Linked DNA regions of Mus musculus: region 1 is linked to region 2. Evidence: chromatin contacts called from public ChIA-PET data. All regions are on one chromosome and are shown on one strand. Each heading gives the region's core, a stretch centred on a gene start, on an enhancer-like site or on the middle of the called end of the contact. The rest is flanking DNA. Distances are from core to core; before and after follow the strand shown.

Evidence for each region. ChIA-PET counts read pairs in DNA pulled down with a chosen protein or histone mark.
Region 1: an RNA polymerase II ChIA-PET map of memory CD8 T cells shows a contact between it and region 2, with 26 read pairs. The contact joins the promoter of Rps4x here to the enhancer-like site in region 2. A contact is called at or near these places in 2 of 39 promoter capture datasets (macrophages and pre-B cells), 3 of 115 datasets of contacts at active chromatin or transcription factors (effector CD8 T cells, large pre-B cells and memory CD8 T cells) and 3 of 9 other capture datasets (adipose tissue, liver and pancreatic islet).

The regions. Positions count from the first base shown.
Region 1 is chrX:102,187,736-102,191,456 of GRCm38.p6, forward strand. It overlaps Rps4x (ribosomal protein S4, X-linked), which reads right to left and starts at 1,656. Exons shown (of 7, transcript NM_009094.2): 1 at 1,563-1,656; 2 at 559-636; 3 at 87-267. The coding sequence starts at 1,565.
Region 2 is chrX:102,030,082-102,033,982 of GRCm38.p6, forward strand. All of the region lies in intron 1 of Nhsl2 (NHS-like 2), which reads left to right. Among named protein-coding and RNA genes, the nearest start is that of Rtl5, 39 kb to the right of the region's middle. Within about 2 kb of position 1,935, at least 50 of the 459 cell types and tissues checked have an H3K27ac peak or open chromatin away from gene starts, as enhancers often do. A contact at or near this core is called in effector CD8 T cells and memory CD8 T cells, where this site is marked.

The sequences.
Region 1 (3,721 bases), core at 406-2,905, 160 kb after region 2:
AGACCAGGAAAGCCTGGCACTTTCCCAGTCACCTGCCACTATTGGGAGTTAAGGGCCTGTGGCCACTACCGATCCTGATTACTCACCCATAAACCCAGCAGGGTAGGTTATATCGGTCCTGACTTTCCCATCAATCTTAATGAATCGCTGCATGCAAATCTTTTTTACTTCATCTCCAGTCAGGGCATACTTAAGTCTGTTCCTTAGGAAAATGATGAGAGGCAGGCATTCCCTCAGCTTGTGAGGACCAGTGGATGGACGAGGAGCCTGGAAAGTTTTAGGAAAATTACTACACCAAAACTTGGGTTATTTTACATGGGGGGGGGGTCGCTAGAAGATTCCTCAACATTTTCTCCTCCAAAGAATGAGGCCTGCTACTTTGAGACCTGAGTCTATGTATCCACCATCAGTGTACTATGGAATACATGGAGTAGATGAAACAGATGTATCAAAATTGAGGTAGGACACAGGTCTTTAAGACAGCCAAAGATTCTCTACATTCAACTCCACAAATATGCTTGTTAAAGGTATGTCTACCTTTCACACCACAATACTTACAAACACGCCAGTCAACTTATCCAGCATCCAATGTTTTGGAGCAGCTACACGCTTCAGGTGTTTCTTGGGACCACGAGCCTGGAAGAAGTTTTCAAAGTAACGTTGTTACATTGTTTCAGGTCTTTCCAGCAAAGCCTACGGCGTAAATCCTTCAATGAACTGACTTTCGAACTTTCCCAATTAACAAAATGTGGGCAATATTGAAAGCGCCGGGTCCCAGTAAAACGTAGAAAAGACAGATAAGCATCAATAGGCCAAACCCAGTATTCGCACCTTAGCGATTCCCATTTTTTACAGTTATGCCAGATGTCTCCATTATGCCTGCTCACAAAAATTAGCCTTTCATAGCACACTTGCGAATTACCCAGTGATTCAACCCTAGACGCACAGGCAGATAGGGACAGAAAATGGCCCAGGACCGTATCTCAATTGTCAATCGAAAAGTATAGTATTAGAACACAGCCATCTGGATCGAAGGTTTCTGGTACAAAGATAAACTCTAACTCCGGCACTGGCACTACCACGTGTACTGCTCCTTTGTATACTAAAGAGTCGAAGTTTCACATTCGAAAGCGGAAGGAAGCTTTTTGTAATGCTTCGTACACTTACCAGCTACACAACATATAAAGTAAGTCCGTGCCAAAAGATAGACAAATGCACAAGTAAGAGCTAATCCTTCAAGCAGACCCTGCGCCCACATGCCCAAAGCTTCAATCTGCACTCCCGGGCCCTCGAAGTTCTTCCCCAAGTGGAAAAGCATTTCTCCCTGGGCAAGGGGATGTGTGATTAAGCCCAAGGCCTTGCTTGCCCTCTGCGGCAGACTTCCCATCCTAGCTCAGACCAGTATTCTCCCTTGCCGCCAAGCCCATCTCTGCCAGCCTGCAGCAGAGCTGCTTTCGCCTCCACCCTGTAGTCGACCGCGGGAGCCCTGATAACCCGGGCAGCATCGGTCAGGGAGGATGGAAGCCGATGCAACCCAAGAGCTCGCTGTACCCCTGCCTTACCATGGCTGCGCTAGGAACGGAAAGAGACTCGCCTTCTTCCGGCGAACGAAGAAATTAGGGTCGGAGGCTGCGCGCGCGCTGGAGCCTGGGTTGCTCCGCCCAGCCTCAGACTTTCCCAGCGGGCGGGGACTCTCTCTTGCCATCTGCTGGTGGGAGGTCAGAGGTCCCAGGCTGGGAAACTGAGGCTGAGAGAATCTCCCAAAAACTGTTTTTCCTCAGTCCTTTCTCTTCTTTGTGCCGAGTGATGAGTGCTGGGGATACCCAGACCAATCGCACCAGATAACTGCCCGCAAGGAGAGTTCTGTTAGATGGCTGAGTGATAAAAAGATACATTTTAATACTCGATACTTTTCTTATACAAAGTTTCTCTAATCTTCCAGAGTTACCAGTCCAATCAGCCAGCCCCATGCTAAGCGAAAGGTTTGGCCAACGGCATGTTTCTCTTTGCTTTTGTAAAGATTGCTGAGGCACTGAGCCATCCAGGGTGAGATGGTAGGCTCTCTGCTTGAACCTGGCATCCTGCGCATCCACTCCTGTAGAACACATTTGACATTTATTGTACTGTAAGTGGAAGAGAGGGAACATTAGAGAGTATCTGGTTTTGCCTAGCCAGTATGTAGACCTAGCTGTTCTACTTTTGAAGCTGCTGTGTTAGAGTGGTGGCACTGGCTGCCCTTCATTCACCATTTTCTGCTCTCTTAGTTATCTGTGGCCTCCCACAGGTCGATGAAGTCTGCCCATCATAAACCCAAAGATCCAGTCCCTTCAAACTATTATGAAAGGGGTATTTTTCAGCCTCACCTTTCCTCTTTCTCCTGTCCCTCCCCTCTCTCTCATATGTGTGTGTGCAGTTGTTATCATTTATTTGTTATCATTAGTGGCTGCTAGGGAATGAGTCACTTTTTCATATATATATATATATATATGCAAATGAAATATACATTTTGGGGGGGGGGTTCGAGACAGGATTTCTCTGTGCAGCGTTGGCTGTCCTGGAACTCACTCTGTATACCAGGCTGGCCTCAAACTGAAATATACATCTTGAGACAGAGCCTCATTATGTAAGCCAGGGTAGTCTCAGACTCATCATTTTTCTGCTGAGAGTTGAGTTACAGGCATGCACCCCCACAGTCTATATAGTACAAGCAAGCAGACTATATCTTTATTTTTAACTTTTGAGACAGGCTCTTCTAGACAGGCTAGGCTGACCTGCAGCTTGAGAGAGGTCATCTGCCTCATCTTCCCAAGTGCTGGGTGATACGTTACTTCGCCACTGTAGGTGAAATGAGACAAATCAAGCAGAATTAGATTATATTAAATGCAGGTTTATTGGAAAGGTGCTCTCGGGCAAGTTCACTGGCCCCAAGGACTGAGGCTAGGGGAGTCACAATGGGAAGGAAGAGATGGGGGGAGGGGGAAGAGAGGGGAGAGGGAAGAAAGAGGGGAGGAGAGAGAGGGGGAGGGGAAAACAGAGGGCAGGGGAAACAGAGGGGGAGGGGGAAGAGACAGGAGAGTGGGAAGAGGGAAGGGAAAAGAGAGGGGGAGAGGAGGAAGAGAGGAGAGAGAGGGAGGGAGGGGGAGAGAGAGAGGAGAGAGGGGAGAGAGAGAGAGGAAAATATCTGGATTATATAGGGAGCTTCTGGGGAAAAGGCAGCTCACCTCCTGGGCTGGGAAGTTCAGGCTTGGGGGCAGGGTCTGCCAGCTAGGGATTGAGGGATGCGGGGAGAATCTGGAGGCCAGGTCTGCTTTCATATGTAAAATATGCACCTCAGTCTCCTGTCCCAGGGTCTGGGATGATAGGCATGTGCCACTATGGCCAGCCTATAGTTTTATTTCTTTTCTTCCTCTTCTTTTTTAAAGATTTATTTATTATTATATGTGAGTACACTATCACTGTCTTCAGACACACAAGAAGAGAGGGCATCAGATCTCATTATGGATGGTTGTGAGCCACCATGTGGTTGCTGGGATTTGAACTCAGGACCTTTGGAAGAGCAGTCAGTGCTCTTAACCACTGAGTCATCTCTCCTGCCCCTTATTTGTTTGTTTGTTTGTTTGTTTGTTTTTCGAGACAGGGTTTCTCTGTGTAGCCCTGGCTGTCCTGGAACTCACTCTGTAGACCAGGCTGGCCTCGAACTCAGAGATCCACCTGCCTCTAC
Region 2 (3,901 bases), core at 685-3,184:
AGAATAGGATGGGTAGATGAGAAAGCCTTCTTAGTCCTCCTTCTTCTAAAGCCTGTGACATTCTACGAGGTAGGTCATTCACTGATTGTTTCTTTGCCCCAACACTGTTTGATGGATACAGGGTAACAACAAAGTCACCCTATTCCTAGTAGTGAGCAGTGAGCATCCTTGTGCATTTATCTGTGCAACATGCAAGTATTCTCTTAGTATAACTTTATGCAGGTGTAGCTAGTAGGTCATGGACAATTAACATTGGCTAAGCACCAAAATATTGCCCTCAAAAAGGGCCTGGGGGGTATAGCTTGGTGATAGATACTTGCCTACCATGCACAGGCCCTGAGTTCCATCATCAGAGTGATAAAATAAAAGCTACACTCTCACACTTTCCCTCAGCTATTGTGTTCCCACTTATTCATGCTACAACTTTCACATGAATGAACCATGTCAAATACATTATGAATATTCATAATGGCATGGTATGGTTTCTTGCTTGTTTTGTTTTGAGACAGGGTTTCCTTATATATCCCAGACTGCTCATGAATTCAAAGCAATCCGTCTGCTTTAGCTTCTTAAGTGCTGAGGTTACAAGTGTGCACCACCACGCCCAGCTATGACAACATGGTTATTTTTGTATGTGTGAAATGTAGGTATATATCTGTGCGTGTGTAGGTATGTGTGCATATTGCACACATGCATATGGAGGCTAGAGGTTGATGGTCGGTGTCCTCCCCTATTGCTCTCTATTTTGTCTTTTGAGACATGATCTTTCACTGAGCCTACAGTTCACCACTTGTCTAGTCCTTCCCATCTCCACACCACCTCCCTTCAGCACTGGAAATGCCGACATGCTACCATGCCTGGCTTTTTACAACAGTCCTTTGAAACCAAACGCAGGTCCCTTTGCTTGTATAGCAGGCACATTACTCACTAAGTCATCTTCCCCAGTTGCCAGTATTATTTTCTGGAGAGAGGGGCAGCTGGGGAGAGAGAGAAAGTAAGTGAAGAATAATAAATAAAATTGTATGCTCCAACAGTAGAATACTACATAGCACCAGTTTGCCTGGAAAATACTACCTATATCAGCATGGATGTCTCTCACAAACATACCATGAAGCAAAGAGAGCAAATTGCAAAAAGGTTATGTACAATTCGATGTGGATCAGAATGTACAAAGCAATATGAAATAGCTTATGATTTGTGAGCGCATACACAGCACCTTTTTAAGTATGCATGTATACTTAAGACACAGACATCCAGTTCGGGACAGCACTTCCTCTGCAGTTGCGGAGGTACTGAAGCTTCAGCTGGGGCAAATATGGGAAAATGAATTTGTTTCTAATGGTACTTTGGCATAGCTTGAAATAGCTCAGCATCTAAAATGAGAGGAAAAGAAAAGCAAGGCAGAAGTTGTTTCTTTTTTTTTTTCCTTGAATAGGAAATTGAGGTGCAAGTTCTTGGATATCTGGTACCTTGGAGAGGTAGATAATCTTCACAGGAGGAGGCTCACTCTGACTCACTGGAAGTCTGCTTTCCCCAGACACTGGACTAAACCCTTGGGATGGATCATTTGAATGATATAATTGTTGCCTTCCAAGCCCACAAGGATGGTGACTCCTGAGTTTTGTGACTGTCACCCTGTGTGCCCATTGGGGGAACTCTGAGTAGTACATTGAGCCAAATAAGAAGGGCGCTTGAGGCAAGTGTTTGATCCAGCCTTAGATGTGGCCACACCTTTTTCTGTGAGTTTACCACTGCTTCAGGACCCAGTGAAACAGGAGCAGTGCAACACTTACTAGGACTAGAATTTTGCCATGGTGCCTGCCTCTTGAAAGCAGTGTTGCCTCATTAAATGACACAACTGACACAGTGGAGTCATCCGGCCTTATCAGTACCACTCGATCTAAAACAGAAACCAGGATGGGTGGGGAAGGCTGTCTCTCAGTGCTTGGCCCCCGTTGCCATGGGCCCTGTTGCCATGGTTCCCAAGCAGTTTCACTTATGATTTCCCTCAACCGCTTGCTTATGGCAGCCATCAGCAAGCAGGACCTAGAAAGTCGCTCATGCAGACCAGGAAGAAAGCTGATAACAGAAAAGACAAGTGAGGAAGGGAAGTAATTAAGCAAACACAAACACATGGGAAGAGGAGGCGGAAGGAATTTGGTGTGAGGCCCAGAAACAGTTTGGTTTTTATGATATTTTTTTTCTTTGAGATGTAATGAACTGGAGAGGCTGGGTCAGAATTTGCTGAGAAGTCCCCATTATGTAGCTACCATGTGACACAGGTACAGCAACTCCATGACCTGGATTTCCAAAAAAAAAAAAAAAAAAAAAAAAAAAAGTCCTAGTTTTAAGAATTCTATTCTTTGTCAGACTAAGGATCCTGATTTTTTGATTCAAGAAATAAGGTCACTGTAGTTACAGTGGCTCTCTAAGTCATCCAGGAAAGCCTGATTTAGAATCCCTCCCCTGGCTGGTTGGCAGGGAGTCCCCACAGGACCTGCCTCTGGGCCCTAAAGGCCTGAGTGAAGTGGCCTCTTATTCAGCCAAGAAATATCAAAGTGCTTCGACTCCACGCCGCTTTCTTCAGCTCTGTAGTTCTCCAAGGAGACAGAGCCAGAATGGCAGTGTTGTGACCCTGTCAGAGCTGCATTTCAATGCGAGCTGCATTAACTCAATGAACGCAGTGCTGGGCGCCTTGCTTTCCTCGCCTGGAAGATGAGGACAAATAAGGGCCGTGGCAGGGTTATTCTGAGAATCAGCTAGGTGTTTGCTACCTTTAGAGTGCAGTGAGAACGTTAGCTGCTACCATTCACTCTGTGGAACTGGGCTTGTGTGGCTCACAGCTGTAATCCCTGTACCCAGGTGGCTGAGGCAGGAGGATTGCCAAGAGTTCAAGTCTAGGCTAGGCTCCATAGTGAGTTCCAGGTCAGTATGAGCTGCAGAGTGAGACCTTGCCTCAGAAAGAAAAGAAAAGGAAAGGAAAGGAAAGGAAAGGAAAGGAAAGGAAAGGAAAGGAAAGGAAAGGAAAGGAAAGGAAAGGAAAGGAAAGGAAATCCACTCCTTCATTCAACAGATAAATGTGTCCTCTATACCAGCCATGAAGCCGAACCTAGGGACATGAGGGTGAGCAAAAATCAGACATGATCCTTGCTAGCATGACGGTTTCAAATCAGAGGGGTAGGCAGACTTTGGTCAAAGATTACCTCATGCAAAGTCCAAGCAGAAGATAAATATGGCAGACAAATTCTTTTTCTTTACTTTTGGAGACAGTGTCTCACCATGTATAGCCATGGCTGGCCTGAAACTCTATATGGACCAGGCTGGACTTGAATTCATTAGAGATCCTCTTGCCTCTGCCTATAGAGTTGCTAGGATTAAAGATGTGCACTACCATGGTCAGCCTGGATTCTTTTATTTGTGTTGATTTTATTATTGATGTTTAGGTTAGCATACAAAGAAACTGGTTCATTGTGACATCCTCATATATGTGTCATTGTGCTTTTTTTTCTCAGTCATTCCCTTCCCCAGCCCCCCTCCCCAGCCCCTCTCCCCACCCCCACCCCCGCCATGTCTCCTGCCTATCTCTGCCTGGTTCCCTAAACTGACTGCTTGTTCTGGGGGCGTGGCTCAGTGGAAGAATATTTGTCTAGTATGAAAATTGTGTTCAGTTCCTCTAAACAAACAGATGATTGTGGCTGCTGGGTGGAATCCAGAAGAACAGAGTGTTTGGGGGACTTCTGCCCAGTGTGGCAATTTACACTAAGTGTGTGAAATGATCAGCTATGTGTAGATTTTAGAAATGGAATCAATGGAACTGACTGAGGGGATTGATTGTGGGGTGAGGAACACACAGTAGGTATTTTGACTGACTGTATATGCATGACTTAGATCACTTCGAGTA